Linked DNA regions of Mus musculus: all the other regions are linked to region 2. Evidence: chromatin contacts called from public HiChIP or PLAC-seq and promoter capture Hi-C data. All regions are on one chromosome and are shown on one strand. The core of a region is the stretch at or near the end of the contact, and the rest is flanking DNA. Distances in the headings are between cores, read along the strand shown. Region 1 overlaps Kbtbd2 (kelch repeat and BTB (POZ) domain containing 2). Region 2 holds the start of Ppm1k (protein phosphatase 1K (PP2C domain containing)). Region 3 overlaps Nt5c3 (5'-nucleotidase, cytosolic III). Region 4 overlaps Fkbp9 (FK506 binding protein 9). Region 5 overlaps Avl9 (AVL9 cell migration associated). Region 6 holds the start of Fkbp9 (FK506 binding protein 9).

Evidence for each region. Promoter capture Hi-C pulls out the DNA fragments that hold promoters and counts their contacts. HiChIP or PLAC-seq counts read pairs in DNA pulled down with a chosen protein or histone mark.
Region 1: an H3K27ac HiChIP or PLAC-seq map of embryonic stem cells shows a contact between it and region 2, with 7 times the contacts expected there. The contact joins the enhancer-like site here to the promoter of Ppm1k in region 2. A contact is called at or near these places in 11 of 39 promoter capture datasets (the C10 cell line, the HPC-7 cell line, cranial neural crest and 8 more), 1 of 484 Hi-C or Micro-C datasets (bone marrow-derived macrophages), 8 of 115 datasets of contacts at active chromatin or transcription factors (bone marrow-derived macrophages, embryonic forebrain, embryonic stem cells and 4 more) and 4 of 9 other capture datasets (adipose tissue, embryonic stem cells, liver and 1 more).
Region 3: a contact with region 2 is called in a promoter capture Hi-C map of neutrophils. The contact joins the enhancer-like site here to the promoter of Ppm1k in region 2. A contact is called at or near these places in 21 of 39 promoter capture datasets (the 3T3-L1 cell line, 3T3-L1-derived adipocytes, the C10 cell line and 13 more), 2 of 15 datasets of contacts at CTCF or cohesin (the NIH/3T3 cell line and large pre-B cells), 24 of 484 Hi-C or Micro-C datasets (B cells, CD4 T cells, CD8 T cells and 17 more), 19 of 115 datasets of contacts at active chromatin or transcription factors (the NIH/3T3 cell line, bone marrow-derived macrophages, cardiomyocytes and 11 more) and 4 of 9 other capture datasets (adipose tissue, embryonic stem cells, liver and 1 more).
Region 4: an H3K27ac HiChIP or PLAC-seq map of extraembryonic endoderm stem cells shows a contact between it and region 2, with 6 times the contacts expected there. The contact joins the enhancer-like site here to the promoter of Ppm1k in region 2. A contact is called at or near these places in 10 of 39 promoter capture datasets (the C10 cell line, cranial neural crest, embryonic stem cells and 7 more), 6 of 115 datasets of contacts at active chromatin or transcription factors (bone marrow-derived macrophages, embryonic forebrain, extraembryonic endoderm stem cells and 3 more) and 1 of 9 other capture datasets (adipose tissue).
Region 5: a contact with region 2 is called in an H3K4me3 HiChIP or PLAC-seq map of bone marrow-derived macrophages, with 6 times the contacts expected there. The contact joins the enhancer-like site here to the promoter of Ppm1k in region 2. A contact is called at or near these places in 10 of 39 promoter capture datasets (the C10 cell line, the HPC-7 cell line, cranial neural crest and 7 more), 1 of 484 Hi-C or Micro-C datasets (cortical neurons) and 7 of 115 datasets of contacts at active chromatin or transcription factors (the 230-238 cell line, astrocytes, bone marrow-derived macrophages and 4 more).
Region 6: a promoter capture Hi-C map of neural stem cells shows a contact between it and region 2. The contact joins the promoter of Fkbp9 here to the promoter of Ppm1k in region 2. A contact is called at or near these places in 14 of 39 promoter capture datasets (the C10 cell line, cranial neural crest, embryonic stem cells and 10 more), 10 of 484 Hi-C or Micro-C datasets (bone marrow-derived macrophages, cardiomyocytes, embryonic stem cells and 3 more), 32 of 115 datasets of contacts at active chromatin or transcription factors (the NIH/3T3 cell line, bone marrow-derived macrophages, craniofacial prominence and 19 more) and 5 of 9 other capture datasets (adipose tissue, embryonic stem cells, liver and 2 more).

Annotation. Positions count from the first base shown.
Region 1 is chr6:56,778,472-56,781,405 of GRCm38.p6, reverse strand. Kbtbd2 (kelch repeat and BTB (POZ) domain containing 2) reads left to right here. Exons shown (of 4, transcript NM_001362210.1): 4 at 993-2,934. The coding sequence ends at 2,528. Among named protein-coding and RNA genes, the nearest start is that of Gm10209, 15 kb to the left of the region's middle. Within about 2 kb of position 1,560, at least 5 of the 459 cell types and tissues checked have an H3K27ac peak or open chromatin away from gene starts, as enhancers often do. A contact at or near this core is called in embryonic stem cells, where this site is marked.
Region 2 is chr6:57,534,168-57,536,867 of GRCm38.p6, reverse strand. It overlaps Ppm1k (protein phosphatase 1K (PP2C domain containing)), which reads left to right and starts at 1,381. Exons shown (of 7, transcript NM_175523.5): 1 at 1,381-1,588.
Region 3 is chr6:56,907,732-56,910,480 of GRCm38.p6, reverse strand. The region is part of intron 1 of Nt5c3 (5'-nucleotidase, cytosolic III); the gene reads left to right. Among named protein-coding and RNA genes, the nearest start is that of Nt5c3, 15 kb to the left of the region's middle. Within about 2 kb of position 1,365, at least 24 of the 459 cell types and tissues checked have an H3K27ac peak or open chromatin away from gene starts, as enhancers often do. A contact at or near this core is called in B cells, hematopoietic stem and progenitor cells, liver and 3 more, where this site is marked.
Region 4 is chr6:56,867,317-56,870,274 of GRCm38.p6, reverse strand. Fkbp9 (FK506 binding protein 9) reads right to left here. Exons shown (of 10, transcript NM_012056.2): 7 at 1,369-1,555. Among named protein-coding and RNA genes, the nearest start is that of Fkbp9, 37 kb to the right of the region's middle. Within about 2 kb of position 1,319, at least 28 of the 459 cell types and tissues checked have an H3K27ac peak or open chromatin away from gene starts, as enhancers often do. A contact at or near this core is called in embryonic stem cells, extraembryonic endoderm stem cells and stem cell-derived epiblast-like cells, where this site is marked.
Region 5 is chr6:56,731,650-56,734,391 of GRCm38.p6, reverse strand. All of the region lies in intron 8 of Avl9 (AVL9 cell migration associated), which reads right to left. Among named protein-coding and RNA genes, the nearest start is that of Avl9, 18 kb to the right of the region's middle. Within about 2 kb of position 1,336, at least 21 of the 459 cell types and tissues checked have an H3K27ac peak or open chromatin away from gene starts, as enhancers often do. A contact at or near this core is called in bone marrow-derived macrophages, where this site is marked.
Region 6 is chr6:56,830,630-56,833,428 of GRCm38.p6, reverse strand. It overlaps Fkbp9 (FK506 binding protein 9), which reads right to left and starts at 1,370. Exons shown (of 10, transcript NM_012056.2): 1 at 1,002-1,370. The coding sequence starts at 1,222.

The DNA.
Region 1 (2,934 bases), core at 311-2,810, 760 kb after region 2:
CTCCAGGGCACCCCAAACTGTCTTGAAAGAGACAGAGACAAATTATGTTTCATACTTTTCGTTTCAGAATTTAGATTTCAACTTAAGTATTGGTTTAAGAGTGTTTGTGGTTAAAGCCTAAATTCATTCGTGTTTAATAGACTTACCATAGACAGATTTAGATTCTTTTGGAAGATTTATTATTTGTAATGGTTGTGGAATTATATTGAGCTATTAAGCAGTTAAGTAAAATTGATGATTAATGCATTTTAGTATGATTATCTTTTCTAGTCTGTATTTCTCAGATTTCCCTTTCTGATTTTAATGGGAATGTGGGTATTTTCCCATCTTTTTCCTGTTTCGGAATAATACTTAGTACTTTGGAAACTTGTTTCAGCTGGGCATGGTAGCACCAGGCCGTAATCTCAGCAGTTGAGAGGTGGAAGTGAGCCGGGCATAGTGGCGCATGCCTTTGATCCCAGCACTTGGGAAGCAGAGGCAGGCGGATTTCTGAGTTCAAGGACAGCCAGGGCTACACAGAGAAACCCTGTTTCGAAAAGAGAAGAGAAAAGGAGGGAGGGTGGGAGGTGGAAGTGAGTGAAGGATTGGAGTTTAAGGTCAGCCTCAGCTACTGTAACGAGAACCTGTATACAAAAACAATCAGGAACCAGCCGTAGAAAGGCAGTTAAAAAATTTAAACAGCTCCTTAAATCTGAGATTACCAGTGTGTGCCACTCATCCAGCCTAAATAGAACAGGTAAAATAGGCCATTGGGCAAGAGTAAGAAATAGAAAACTGTATAGCCTAGAAGTCTAATTTTGTTATTGCAAGAACTTGTCTCTTACCCCAAACGTATAAAACTTGACAGTACAGGAGCATCTGCTATGGGAAACCTGTGGTATCGTAGATAAAAGTAAACTGGAGGCTGGGAGTATGGATCGCAGTGCAGGGTCCTGAGTTCAAAATCTCAGCATCTTTTTACCTTTTTTTTTCTACGTGTCATCTTTTTTTAGGTAGAAGATGTGTTACAGCGTTGCCGAGAATATTTAATTAAAAAAATTAATGCAGAGAACTGTGTGCGGCTGCTGAGTTTTGCTGACCTCTTCAGTTGTGAAGAATTAAAGCAGAGTGCAAAGAGGATGGTGGAGCACAAGTTCACGGCTGTGTACCGCCAGGAAGCCTTCATGCAGCTGTCCCACGACCTCCTCATAGACATCCTCAGCAGCGACAACTTAAATGTAGAAAAGGAGGAAACCGTGCGAGAGGCTGCCATGCTCTGGCTAGAGTACAACACAGAGTCACGATCCCAGTATTTGTCTTCAGTTCTTAGCCAGATCAGAATTGATGCTCTTTCAGAAGTCACACAAAGAGCTTGGTTTCAAGGTCTCCCACCCAACGATAAGTCTGTTGTGGTTCAGGGTCTTTATAAGTCTATGCCCAAGTTCTTCAAACCCAGACTTGGGATGACTAAGGAGGAAATGATGATTTTCATTGAAGCATCCTCAGAAAACCCTTGTAGTCTTTACTCTTCTGTCTGTTATAGCCCCCAGGCAGAAAAAGTTTACAAGTTATGCAGCCCACCCGCTGATTTGCATAAGGTTGGGACAGTTGTAACTCCGGATAATGATATTTACATAGCAGGGGGCCAAGTGCCCTTGAAAAACACAAAAACAAATCACAGTAAAACAAGTAAACTGCAGACTGCCTTCCGAACTGTGAATTGCTTTTACTGGTTTGATGCACAACAAAATACCTGGTTTCCAAAGACACCAATGCTTTTTGTCCGTGTGAAGCCATCTTTGGTTTGCTGTGAAGGCTATATCTATGCAATCGGAGGAGATAGTGTTGGTGGAGAACTTAACCGGAGGACTGTAGAAAGATACGACACTGAGAAGGATGAGTGGACAATGGTGAGCCCTTTGCCTTGTGCATGGCAGTGGAGTGCAGCAGTTGTAGTTCACGACTGCATCTATGTGATGACATTAAACCTCATGTACTGTTACTTTCCAAGATCTGACTCATGGGTAGAAATGGCCATGAGGCAGACTAGCAGATCTTTTGCTTCAGCTGCAGCTTTTGGTGATAAAATTTTCTATATTGGAGGGTTGCATATTGCTACCAATTCTGGCATAAGACTCCCCTCTGGCACTGTAGATGGGTCTTCAGTAACTGTGGAAATTTATGATGTGAATAAAAATGAATGGAAGATGGCTGCCAACATCCCTGCTAAAAGGTATTCTGATCCCTGTGTTAGAGCTGTTGTGATCTCAAATTCTCTTTGTGTGTTTATGCGAGAAACCCACTTAAATGAACGAGCTAAGTATGTCACCTACCAGTATGATTTGGAACTTGACCGGTGGTCTCTGCGGCAGCATATATCTGAACGTGTACTGTGGGACCTAGGGAGAGATTTTCGGTGCACTGTGGGGAAACTTTATCCATCCTGTCTTGAAGAATCTCCATGGAAGCCACCAACTTACCTTTTTTCACCAGATGGAACAGAGGAGTTTGAACTGGATGGGGAAATGGTTGCACTTCCGCCTGTATAGGGGACTTGAGGGAGTGCCACGTGCTGAACTTGTGATATCCTTTGCTAAACCAGAGGATAAAAAAGGAGAGTATGAGTACATAAAAATCTATCTTTGATACATTTTATTTTTATGCCCTACTTAATATTTGCATCAGTATAATATATATCAGTGTGTCATACAGAAAGATATGCTTCTGTAATATGAAATAGGTTATTTGATAACTGAGAAACTTTAAATGTATCATGTGAGCATAAGAGTCTGGATTATCTAACATTGTTAGCCCTGTGTATGTACAGTCCAGAACTTCACTTTTTTTAGAAAATTTTTTTGTTTGTTTATCTTGTTTTTGGTTTTTTTGTTTTTTGTTTTTTTCCGAGACAGGGTTTCTTTGTATAGCCCTGGCTGCCCTGGAACTCACTTTGCA
Region 2 (2,700 bases), core at 132-2,631:
GCCATTGTTAGATTTAGTGAGTCACTAACACAAATATCACTGTCGAAACATATTATTATTAAATGCACTGGGTCTCCAGATGCTCTTGGACCAGGAGGTGCAACTAGGCAACACAACTTAATTATTAATTTTAAGAATATTTTTAATTAAAACTTATTCCATACATGCATTTTGAGCAATTCTTTCCCCTTCCACAATTCCTTTCAGATCCTCCCCACTTCCGTACTACTCACTCAACTTTATGTATGTTCTCTCTCTGTCTCAAAAAAAAAACCCAAAAACAAAAAACAAAACAAAAAAACAAAAACCCAAAATCAAAACAAAAACAACCCAATTAAGACTTAAAAAGTGGAGGTGGGGGGAGCTGGTGAGATGGCTCAGCGGTTAAGAGCGCTGACTGCTCTTCCAAAGGTCCCGAGTTCAAACCCCAGCAACCACATGGTGGCTCACAACCATCCGTAATGAAATCTGATGCCATTTTCTGGAGTGTCTGAAGACCGCTATAGTGTACAGTGTATAAATAAATAAATAAATGAATATTTTTAAAAAGACTTAAAAAGTATCAAAACAAAACCAAAACACGCACACATAAAAAATCATGGAGTCAATTTAGTGTTGACCAGTATTCCTGTGCATGAAACCTGCCCGGGAGTGTGCTGATACAGCCTGAAAGGCATCTGCTATTGTCTTCTGCTCAGATCCATCCTGCCTTGACTAGATTCAGCGCGGTAAAATCCGCTGCCCAGTGTTCTCCAGCCACACCTGAGCCGTTCCCTCTTTAGACGTGATTTGTCTTTTACTGTTTATTTGTTGGCTTGCTTCCTCATCTTCCTTATTAGACCGAAGGTTCTAAAGGCAGTTATCTGATTATTTGAATCAGTTTGGACCCCCAGATCCAAGGCAATGCTTCCTTCAAAAGACGGAAATCTTTTTGGCATGCAGGATAGTCGCGAGCCATCCCAAGATGCCTGTTAATGCAGTCCGAAGAACATTGGTTTGTGATTTGTCAAAGAACACTGGATGACGTACAAGTGCTACACTCAAGCAAAGCGTGGCTGTCCGAGTCTCGATTTCTTGGGTCAGAGTTAAGATAACTTTGGCAGAAGTGAAACTCCCTCCTCCAGTGGCTGGCGAAAAGCAAGGTCCCTGGTGCCTGATTCGAGGCCGCCAGGCCCATCAGGAGGGCGGGGCGCCAACGTCGAACAGCTACTGGCCCACTTTGACGTCGCTCTACGGCGTTTAATTGGCAATCTGAGAGGTCAAATTGCCTGTGCAGGAGGCTCGTTCCTATCTAAATCTGTAATTGGCTCAGATTGAGGGCGGGCAAAGAGTCTTTCAGAGCACCAACTGGCTAGTGTTGCTGTCAATCATCGGAAATACACTCCTCCGGGTCTCCATTTGGCCAGCTGCGGTTGATTTTTTTTTATTTTCCGAGAATTTCCAGGAGTGGAAGAGACTGTGGCTTCCCTAATTGCTTGTTCTGGAGATCATAATCAACAGAGAAGTCAGTCTAGTTTATCATCCAAGAAATCCTTCCCTTCCTTCCATTAGCCAATTAAGAAATTTACAGACACCTACCCATCACAAGGTAAGAGCCTAAGGAGTTTAATTCGCTTATTCTCCTAGGTTGTTGACGAGACATTGGCGGTCTCCGGAGGTCCCCGGGAAGGCGAAAGAGAAATATGAAATGAGTTCCTGCAGCTTACTCTGTCTGAGACCGAGTCCCACGCGCATCTCTCTGGGTTCGATGTGCTCCCTTTTTCTGGAAGTGGAAAGCAGCTGCTCTCGCCTAGGCCCACGGTGGCTGCGCCCGAGCATCCGGCTCCCCCAAAGCAGCCTTGGTCGGCCTTGAACTTGACCTCGGGCTGATAGTGAGCCCCAGGGAAGCAGGGATAGAAAGATGGGCGGGGTCCCAGGGAGAGAATGAGAAAGCTAGCAAAGATAACAGAACCCTGATTCACTGCAGCGAGACCCTTTGGTGCGCTCCTGCCCGCGAGAGCAGGCATAGCTGCCTAAGAACTTGGGATGCCAGATCTCAAGAGCTCAGGAGAGTGTTGTCCTGCCGCGTCCAGCTTCGTTCAAGGCCAGCAAACCAGCCCACGATTCTATCCAGCCCAGGCTTGCAAAGGGACTGGTGTAGAGAAGGATTGCGGAGCCCTGGTCGTTTGGATCTGAGAGCTTGTGTTTTGCTTTGCTAGGAGAGCACTGTATCTTAGGGGCATGTGGCTCCTGGCGCAGGTTTTCGCAGACGCTTTCTGTAGATGAGAGAATTTACCCGGAGGAGACAAAGATTGAGGCTCTGGGTAGAAATAGCTAGGAAATTTCGACTCTCAAAAGCTCCACCGGTTTTCGTTGTAGGAGCTGCAGGAATAGAAACTGCGAAGCCCCCAACCCCCAATGTGCATGTCAACCCGGCAGAGCAGATGTAGCCTCTGCTGGACCTGTGCCCTGGTGAGGAAACCTGGGGCTCTCTTGAGATCGAGATCTGCAGGGCTTGGCGGAAGGGGCTGTGTTGCCCTTCTAGTGTGTGTTGGAACTTGTGGAAATTGGAAACCAGCTCACCACACTGTATGACAAATGTCATAAAATAGGAAGCTTTGGATAATGGGCTCTTGTTTATAATTGTTTTTCTTGCAATCCGAGTCTCTTTTTCCTTGTCTACATCAACCCACCCCCTTCACAGAGTTGAGTAACACTTAC
Region 3 (2,749 bases), core at 116-2,615, 630 kb after region 2:
ATGGGTATTTCTTCTGTTATAGTTATTTTTCCTATCCAAAGAATTCTGCCCTTCAAGAGGAGACTTACTAGACATATTGTGCAAGCTTTCGGGTGAACAGGAAACTTTATTAAGATTAGGTTGGTGCCTCATGCGCATCCTAGTACTTAGGAGGCTGAAGCAGGATAATTTTTACAATTTCTAGACTACTCTGGGATATATAATGCATCAGCTACTGCATGAGATACTGCCTCAGTGCAAAAAGAAGAAGGGGGAAGGGAAGAAGAACAAGAACCAAAGCAATATAACCAAAACAGAAGGAAGGGTCACGATGACATAGGTGACAGAGAGCTAGATTGTGTATGGTTCATGACAGGGACCCTTCTTACCTGTGTACGGGTCAGGGAGCTGGGCTGTGGTTCATTGGTCACTTAGCAGTTTGTGATGCTTCTCAGAAAGGTGACTACTGGTCTTTCACAGCTGGCCTGGTCCAGTATGTTGAAGTCCATGGATGTAATGAGACAGCGAGGCAAGATATTTAAACCAGAACCAAGAGAGTGAGGCGGCCCTTTCATTTTTCTGTGTCCCCTAGTTCCAAACTACGTATAAAGCCTCTGGCTGATAGCGTCAGCATTTTCACCATGTATTTAAATGTAGTGTGAGTACCTTACCTGAGAGATTGTTTTCCTCCCATTAAAGTATCAGCCATGGCCTGGCCAGTAGCACTTGAGAGGCCAAGGCAAATGGAGCTTTGTGAGTTCCAGGCTAGCCAGGGTTATTTAGTGAGACTCTGTCTCTAAAATAAATACATTATTTAATTAAATAAGCAAACAAAAGTCATTAAATACAACAAACAAACTAAACACCTTGTATGGCTAGTCCTGGTTGTTAAGTTGACTATATCTGGGATGAACTACAATCTAGAATTGGAGGGCTCGCCTGTGATCCAGATCTTGAGGCTGGAAGACACCAGTTTCTGAGCTGGATTAGATCTTGGCATGGAGATCTTGCGGCATAGTGGCCATGAAAATTTAGACCCAGGCAAGGTAGTACACGCCTTTAATCTGTACCACACATTCTAATGGAAGCCTACATAAGGACATTGGAAGCAGGAAGAGTCACTCTTCTTTAACTGCTTGTACTTACTTGCCAGCACATCTGTTAGAACCTACTTACTTCTACAGAAGACCAGCTGAAACAACTCGCCTCAAGACTGAGCAACTACTAGATTCTTGGGTTAATTGGACTACAGACTGTAAATCATCACAATAAATTCCCTCAATATAGAGACATTCCATAAGTTCTGTGACTCTAGAGAAGCCTGACTAATACACACCCCCATCAGTCAGGAACGACTACGTGATGCAGCCTTCTGTCAGCAGGTGGCAGGCTTCTCCTGCTGCAGTAGGCTGCTTTCCAATGTTGCTGCACTAGTTGTGTTGCTGGATAGGTAGTTAAATTTTTTTTTTCTTGGTGTACATTCATTGTCTGAACGTTATGCTCTCTCTCTCTCTCTCTCTCTCTCTCTCTCTCTCTCTCTCTCTCTCTCTCTCTCTCCCTCTCCTCTTTAAGACAGTATTTTACTATGTAGCTTTAGCCTTGTACACTCAGAGATCTGCCTGTTCTTGCCTCCTGAGTTCTGGAGCTGAGTGTATGAGCTGCCATGCCTGGCAGACTATGTACTCTCATGTAAACCCTCAGAGTTACCTTAACATTAAGCTATAAATTTTAAACAAGTATGACAACACCCAGATGTGGCAGACTTGTTTGTCATCTTGTCATTTTGTTTTATATGCTGTTTGCCTTCTCTCCCTTCCTTTTTTTTTTTTTTAGTCTACTAGAGTACAAAAGATACAAAATCATCTTGCAGTTGATGAGGGGTTGCATAATCTGTTGGTAAGCTCCTTCTTGTAAGTAGGTGGAAGTAGATACCGCAGCCTGAAACATCCTCTGTACTCGTGGTAGTCTTCTCTACCTTGTCACATCACATTGTCTTATTCATATTTCTCCACATGCCCTTCTAATTGGGAATTTAGGTTAGAGACAGCATTAAGAACACCATAATCTAAGCAGCTGTGGCATGCCCTCCTGTAGTTTAAACTACAGGAGCCTAAGGTACAGGATTACTTGAGCCTATTGAGAAAACAATAAATGTCATTTTATTTTTGAAATACCACTCTTAAAGGTTTATTTATGTGCATCACTGTTACTTATACATATGAATATTTTGCCTGCATGTGTGTGCCTGATGCCTAGAGAGATCAGAGGAGGACACCAGATGCCCTGGAACTGGAGTTACAGATGGTTGTGAGCTGCCACGTGAGTGCTGGGAACAGAGCCCAAGTCCTCTGCGGCAGTAGCCAGTGAGGTTAACCACTGAGCCATTTCTCCAGCCCTCACATCACTACATTCTTATACGCAGCTTTCTCAGGAACAGCTATCAGCACACCAAGGTCAAGGTCTATCTTGTCAAACTGTTAGAATTCTAAAAGAACAACTGATTCACTTGGTGGATTCTTATAGAAGCAGATGGGAACCACTTGAGAACTCTTAAGCTTTGTCACATGCAGAAATGCAAAACTGAAATGTGCTGACAGTAGTTAGAAGAAGAAGAAGGAAAAGAAAGACTAGAATCAGATATGGTATAAGGCACACCATAATCCCAGCACTTGGGAAGCTAAAGAAAGAGGATGGTAAATTTGGGGCAGGCCAGGGCTATATAGTGAAACTGTGTCAGAAAGAGGGGTCTGCAGGTGAGCGGGACACACTA
Region 4 (2,958 bases), core at 70-2,569, 670 kb after region 2:
CATATCAGAGGGCAGGACATCTGATCTCTGCCTCTCAGACATGTGTATCCTACACAGATAAGAAGGAATTTCTTTGTCTCCCAGCCCCACTTCCCCATTCTTGGTCTGAGCAGCAGAGCAGAGACAGGAGTGCTGACTGCTGGGCCATTTTCACATGTGTGAGCTCTCTCATCCTTCCCACTGCCTCTGAATACTTTCACACCCAGTGGCTGGGATCGCTCTGCAAGGTCTGTTGTAAACCTCTCTGTGAGTCAGGGCCCCTAAGGTTACAATCCTAAAATGTGCTATCTTTCCCTCCTCATTTTAACATCTCTGTGATTATGACTGACTGACAGGGCAAAACTTCTGTGGTTTTAGAGGTGCATAAATAGTACTTCTAATAATAAGAGGGTTTTGGATTTTGATGAAATAACACTGAATGTGCCACAGCTTGCAGAACCTCATAGTCCAAAGCCAGACTCAGAGCTAGAGGGCAAAGTGACCGGTAAAGGGGAGGCTCCAGGACAATCAGCTCTCCAACTCTGGACTCAGACACCTAAATCAGGCTCAGCATATCAGTGGATGTTCTTAGACAAAAATATAAAGTCTGAAAATGACTCTTTCCCAGAGAAGACTGATTCAATTTCCAGACACACTTGAGATTCAGAGTCACAGGAAGCAAACTTGTTTTTACATTATTTTTTATGATCTTCAGGTTTATTTCTATCAGCTAACATTTATTATATGATCCGTTAGTGCTACAGATACTCTGGGGAAGACTATGAAGAAGAAATAGGAAAAACTATGAATAAGAAATCAGGTATCTCTAAAGTATCCAGATCATAACGGACACAAAAGTAACTTAAGGCTGGGGGGTAAGGGTTAGGAGACTTTAGAAGCAGGAGGAGTTTCCTCCCAGGAATTCATGGATGTGTTTGAAAACAGGAAGGACATATAAGTGGGGACAAAAGCAAAGAGGCCAAGCAACCTGGGCAGGGTGGGACGCAGTGCTGAAACTGTCTAGGACAAAGAAAGCAGAGTCCTGTAGCAGACCTTGACACGGGTTCTTACTATGTGTCCACGTTTGCCTCTGGCTTTCTATCTCCTTCTGCAGCTTCCTAAGCACTGGAATTATGGGTGTTTGTCCCTGCATCTGACTCCAAGGGTCTAGTTATTAAATATAGATCTGACTGAGAAAGAGTGTTCTGCCAGGTAAGAAACAGTCTAGAGCAGGGAAGATCTGTGGCAGGAAACTCCATAATAATGCGCTGAGCAGAGAAAGCTTACACTACACAATACGGAAGGTTGGACCAAACAACTCCCACCCAGCATCACAGTGGGAAGTACTACCAAAGGTTCCCTCCACATCTGGTTCCCAGATACCCTTACGTGGAGTCCAGCAGAGTCCCATCCAGGAGTGAGGCATTGTAGTGGTATTTGAGGTAATCCCCCTTCTTACTCAGCACCGAGCAGTCTGGAGGCTTGTAGTGGGAAGTGATGCTGATGGAATCCGAAGGGTTGTGAAAGTCAATCACGTGGATGTCGAACACCAGCACGGCTGAGCCAGGAATGCTCCCTAAAGGCAGACCCAGGGAATCAATGAACACGCCCACCACAGCACACTCGCCTCCCCAGGACCAGCAGGTGGGTCTGATAAGGAATACAGTGACCCAGGTCCTTCTCAGACTCAGAGGTTCTTGAATGTTGGTACAGTTAAGAATTACTTATCAGCATTGGAAATGTAAACGAGGAAAATACCTAATTTAAAAAAAAAAAAAAAAAAAAAGAATTACTTATCGCTTACAGAGGGTTGAGCAGTAGCGGGCCAGGTGTCTGCATTTTTACCTGAATCCAAACAAGACTGAGACCACTGGTAATGTCTCAGAAGGAGGATCAGGCACTGACGCTTTGCTTTTAATTTGTCGTTCTGAGGCAGTGTCTCTCTGGGTATATACCTTTTGGGACTGATTGGGGGTTGGTTTTGTTTTGTTTTGATTTTTATATTCTGCAAAGATGGCAAATTACATTATTTGATTTTTTTTTTAACTTTCACATCATCAACATTTTTACTTTTTTTTTTTTAAAGACAGGGACTTATTGTGTAGACTACAAACCTCCAGATCATGTCCTGGTATAGAAGATCCCTTGAATCAGCTTTCTACCCAGAGTTGCTCTTCCAGACTGACCCCTCATTAGCTACTGATAAAGTTAATAATGATAAATAAATTGCCTTTAGGGAGAGGCAAGACAATTATAAGTCAGTGATGGGCAGAACCACACACTTCAGGCCTGCTTAGTTACACAAACCTCCTGCCCTATACCTCAGCCTCAGCCTCAGCCTCAGCCTCAGCCTCAGCCTCAGCCTCAGCCTCAGCCTCATGACAGAGCCACTGAACCATGGACCCATCAACTTCTTGATCTGTTTCTCCTCCCAACGTGACTACTCAGGATAAACCTCACTCCTCTGCTTTCTGTCAACTATTATCTCTTTCTGTGTCGATGGAAGAATGGAAGTGGGAGCAGAATGGGGGGAGATAATATGTAGGGAGAGCAAGGGAGAGAGAAGGAAGATTGGCTGGGAGGCAGGGGCAATCTCTAGGATGTGCCAGAGATCTGCAATGGGCAGAAAGAGATGGGCTGAAAGGCCCCAGAGGATGTAAGGGGAACTCGAGCTGAGATTCCTAGCAATAGGGATATGGATTCTAAGGTGGCCACTTCCTGTAGCCAGGAAGGACTCTCAGTGGAAGGTTAAGGACAACAACCCACCCACAAAGCCTTCAACCCAAAATGTGTCCTGCCTACACGATGTGCAGGAACAAAGAGAGGAGACTGAGGGAATGGGTAATCAATGACAACCTTAAATTGAGACCCATCCCATATGGCAAGAACCAGTCCCTGAGAACCTAACATAACTCTCTTCTGAGAGGCTCCACCCCACAGCCAATCAAAAGAGATGCAGAGACTCACATTCAAACAGTA
Region 5 (2,742 bases), core at 87-2,586, 800 kb after region 2:
GTTCCAATGCCCCCACATAACAAGCTTGTAAATAGCAGCTCTGAGGTGGGCAGAGCCTAGCTGATTGCTGAGGCCTGCTGGTTTCCTGTATATCTGAAAGAATAGTCCCAGGTTAAAAGAGATCCTGACTCAAAATGAATAGGGTGATTGATAGACGAGGATACCCATTACCCTCTGCTAGCCTCAGCATGCAGGCACAGGTGCACATGCCTGTGTATAAGTGTACATACACCCATACAGATAAAGATCAATTAAAAAGTCCCAATGTCATGAAATTCAAGAAGAAATGGGAAAAAGCGGCAGGACTAAGAAGATAGTCAAGTGGTTAAGAAAGTATACTACTTTAGCAGAAGACCTGAGTTAGGTCCCAGCACCCACATCAGGTGGTCCAAAAATGCTTATCAGTTCCAGAGGATCCAAAGATCTCCTGGATTTTGGGCATAGCTGCACTCATATACACAGATACACACAAAAACATACAGTTAAACATAAGATAGATCTTTAAAAAATGAGTATGAAGTGATGATAGTACAATTTGACCTGGAGTTAGATGTACTATCATTGTGCTATAGAGTAATTTGACATTAGCAGGAACTAGAAACGTAATATAGGATTCTTGACTGGTTCCTCGATAAAAAAGAACTGCCTATACATTTTATCATTTTATCTATAAAGTTAATTAGAGACACCCTCATTATCTTTCTATAAAGACATTGAAAACCCAGCTCAACATTCTTTAAATCTGTAATTTTTATACAAGATAAATTACTAAGAGATTGATGGGGGCTGGAGAGATGGCTCAGCAGTTAAGAACACTGACTGGTCCTGAGTTCAATTCCCAGCAAACACATGGTGGCTCACAACTATGTGTAATGAGATCCGATGCCTTCTTCTGTCATGTTTGAAACAGCAACAGTGTACTTACACATATATAAAAGAAATAAAATCTTAAAAAAAGAGAGAGATTGATGGAATAGGCCAGAGATATCAGAGAAATAAATGCAGACTAAAGTACACCATAAGTAAAATTTAAGAGTGTGAAAGTCAGGTAGTTACTGTGCAGCCCAGGCTGTTCTGGAACCTGCCATAATTCTCCTGCTTTAGCCTTCTAAGGGCTGAGATTACAAGCCTGTGATACTATGTCTGGGTTTCTTTTTGTTCTTTTCTTTTTAAAATAGAGCACCAGAATTATTAAAAATTAAATCTTAGTTTCTGTGGTTTTGTCTGCATGAACAATGTGTGCTGCTGGGTGCTTGCAGCAAGGCAGAAGAGAACATCAGACACCCTGGTACTGGAATTATAGATGGTTATGAGCTACCATGTGGGTACTGGGAATCAAACCCTATGACTGAAAAAATAGCTAGTGCTCTTAAATGCTGAGTCATTTCCTATGAGCCAGCCCCTATGCCTGGGTTTTTAATCTTTATTTTGTGTTCATTTTTATGTGTTCATGTACACATCTCAATGTGTGTGGAAGCTGGAGTGAGGCATCAGGTGTCTTTTCCAATTGCTTCTCCACCTTATTACATTTTAGGACAAAGTCTCTAATTTAAATCTGGAGCTCACAGACTGGCCAGATGGGCTAGCCAGCAAGTGACAGATTTCAGCCTCTATTTCTCCAGTGCAGAGCTTTCAGAACGTGCTCCTATGCCAGCTTGTCTTTTCACATGGGCACTGGGGATCTGAGCTCAGGTGCTTGTACTGCATCACAAGCACTCTCCTGACTGAGCCACTTCCCCAACCCCTAGTGTCCTAATTAGAGTAAAACTCCATTCTCCTAAGTCCCCACAATGATACTTAACACTTCATTGACAAAAAAATTCTCTACTTCACACGGTGTATTATAATTACATTATTTCTAGGCAAATAAAATTAACATAAGGAACTAAAAGAAAAATAAATCAGCTATCAAGGACATTATTATAGCTACAAGTGGTAATGTATGCTTCTAATCCCAGGATTCAGATGTTAGAGGCAACAGGACTATAAGTTTTCAAACAGCCTGGATCACATTTAAGATCCTGTCCTAGCCCCACTCCCCAACCCCCCCCAAAAAAAGGAAAAAAGAAAGAAAAGGAGGTTAAAACATCTAGGGAAACTTGAAAACAGACTGCATTTTTATTCTACGGCCTTCTTTCAGTGAATCTGTATTTGTTTATAAAATAGGATCATAGTTAATAGAACACAGGACTGGAGAAATGGCTCAGTGATAAACACTGACTGATTTTGCAGATGATCAGGTTCAGTTCCCAGCACCCACACAGCAGTTCACAACCTTATATAACTCCAGTTCCAGGGGATCTGATACCTTCTTCTGATACTCTGGGGGCACTAGGTACACATGTAGTACATATATACAAATACAGGCAAAACACTCACACTATTTAGGTAAAAATAAATGAACCTAATGTGCCATGAAACATCTTGATAATAAAAAGTATTTGGGAATGTTTATTGTTTGGAGTTAAATGGGACACACAAAATAATTAGCTACTGATTTTTAACTCATTTTAAATGACTCTTTCCGGTAGTTTGCATTCAACCCAGATTAATTGTGAAAAAAAAAAATCTCTATTGAGAGAATTACTGGGGCAAAGGAACAATTCGCTTAAGGTAATAAGCCATAATGAACATAGTGCATGGCTGATCCCTCAATATTCCCTTTACTTTAGGTGCACTGAATACAGTTAATATGGGATATAAAACTGGTTGTATTTCAGGGCTAGCTTCTGATTAGTCTAA
Region 6 (2,799 bases), core at 121-2,620, 700 kb after region 2:
GGGGAATACCTCAATTAAGGTGGGTTGGTATAAAAACTACAACTGAAACAATGGTATGACTAGGACTGAGGATATAGCTCAAAAATACAGAGCTTGCCTAGAATGTACAGTCCTGGGTTCAATCTCCCTGTGCACCCCCCAAAATAATTACCACTAAGGAGGACTAACCATATCTAAGCCTTTGCTTTGTGCCACATAGTACTGACAACCTTAAATGTTTTTACATACTCATGTGTGGCTGCTTATATTGTACATAATAAGCCCATTCAGGCACAACAGTTCCCTGTCTAATGGAGTGCTTCACCACAAGGACACAGCCCAGGGTTAGAAACAGCAGCCTGAAGAAAGGGGCAAGGCTGAAATGAGCTGAAAACTTAAGTTACATGAGCAAGCCCAGGCCATCTCTCCCACAGTTTTTGTAAAGCCAGAAGGGGAGGGCACAGGAGTTGCACACAGGCACAGCATTTGAATTCCCACAGCCTGAATCCAATATTTGCACAGGTCTCACTGGTCTTGGTTACTTAATTGGTAAAAAAAAAAAAAAAAAAAAAAAAAAAAAAAAAAAGTTTCTTCTTGTAACTCCCCAAAGATTTAAATGAGCTCGTGCATATATATATATATACCGTTGCCTAACACCTCAACAGTTCAGTACAGTGACTGCAATTATGGGACACCTACCTCCTCCTCCCACTAGTCAATGCTAAGGTTGGGTTGTCTAGACAATCCAGGGATGAAACCCAGAGACCAGTCAAGACGGACCACCAAGAAGGCGGGCGAGCATCACCCACTCTTGGAGGTCTCGCTGAGTGGCCATTTTACATGTCTGAAAAACGTGTTCCGCTGTGCGGGGCAGAGAGGAAAAGAGGAATTGTCCTGTCCGCAATCTTAAGGTCCCAACTATGGCTGAAGGCTCAGCACACCTCCAAACGCATGGGGAGGGCGGCGGAGGGGGTGGGGGCGGGCTGGTGGAGGTCCTTGGGGAGTGTGGGGGCACGGGGTACCTGGAGTCGAACTTCTGGCCGTCGAGGAAAGTCCCCACGTAGTGGTAGCGCACGAAGTCGCCACTGTGCACCGTGCGCGGACACTCATCAGGCACGAAGCTCTGCTGGATCTGAAGTTCCGAGCTCACAGCCAGGCCCAACACCGGGGCTGCCTGCCCGGTCACCCAGAGCAGCAGCAGGAGCAGCGACCGGCGCCGCCAGCCCCGGGCCCCTAATGCCATCGCGCGGCCTGGACTCCGGGGAGGCGAGGGGCAAGGCTGGGCGCGCCGCGGCGATGCAAACGTGGAAAGGTCTCCCGGCTAGCCCCGGGCCGCAGCGCCCGCCCCCCGCCGCCCGCGTCCGCCCCGTGCCGGGCCGAGGGGAGGAGCCGCGCCCAGCCCGAGGGGCGTCCACCGGCCTGGGAATTCCTCTGCCTTCCCCGCCTCCAGAAGCCGGGAGAGGATCGCTCTGACTGCCAGGCCCCGCGCCTGAGCACTGCGGATCCCAAGAGACGATATGGAGACTCCTACGTGGCAGCGGATCCAGTTTCCCCTTGCTGCTCTGGGAAAGGAAGGAAACTTAAGAGTCTTTTTTAAAAACTTAGTTACTGGGGGTGTACATACACAATAAACAGGCTGGAACTTCCCTCAGAATGTTTTTGAGTTGCTGTGAACTAATGTGGTCAGTGAATTAAGTTCCTAACACGTGACAGCTTGGCCAGCGCTCCAGATCCCACAAGCGACCCCTAGTTAAATGAATCCTCGATTTATTAAAGCTTTGGAGTATTAAAAGTAAATCAACAGAGCTTTCTCAATTTGTTTTGGGAAGCTACCAAATAATCCAGATACCAAAATCTACTAAAGACACCCACAAACGAGAAAAATAAGCAGTTGGCACCAAACAAGTTCTTTTTTTTTTTTTTTTTTTTTTTAGCAAAGATGCTAAATAAAACTTGAGCAAATGGAACACAACAGCTACCTGAGTGAGCTGGTTAACAAAGTATCAGAGACATCTGCAAAGTGAAGAGAAAACAAGATACTTTAAAAATTAGTATAGAGCCTATGATTAGAATCCAACGATCTAATAAGAAGCTATAGGTGGCCCTCAAAAAAAGGTTAGTGATCAGTTTTCCTACTTGGAAAAAAACAAAAACAAAAAACCTTGGAGTGTCCTAAGTTACAGAACAAGAGAGAGAGGAAAAAAGAAATCCGTGCTAACGTCACTTCAAGTTAAATCATCAAAGGAAAAGAAGAGAACAAAAAGGCGCTCCACGTTGCTTCCCTGGACCTTGAAAATCAATACCGCAATCTACTTTTAGAATCAAGCAACCTGAGAATCAATCAAAACCTTTCTTTACTCTCAGCTCCTAACTGCCGGGCCACCTTTCCAGGGCTCCCTTCCAGCTTTTCCCCAATAGTTTCAAGGCTGAATTTAAGTCTTCGTCCATTTTGAGTTGACCTTTGTATACAAGAGATGTGGTTCTAGTTTATCTAGCCTATGCATATTCAGTTCCCCAGCACCATTCATAGAAGACAAGGTCCTTTATCCAGTGGCCGTTCTTGCTGCCTTGTGGAAAAACCAGATGGTTGAGTATATGTGTGTGAGCTGTGGATTGAACTTTTGTCTTACAAATTCTTGATAAGTTACGTTAGCACGGGTTTCTTTTTTTCCTCTATCCTACGCAGAGCAAAGCCTTCTCAGAGTCTCAAGTAGGAAGGAGGACCTGGACTTAATACCCAGTAGCCATGTGGTAGCTCACAGCTGTCTGTAACTCCAGTTCCAGGGGAGCTGAGGTCTTTTTCTGTCTTCTGTGGGCATT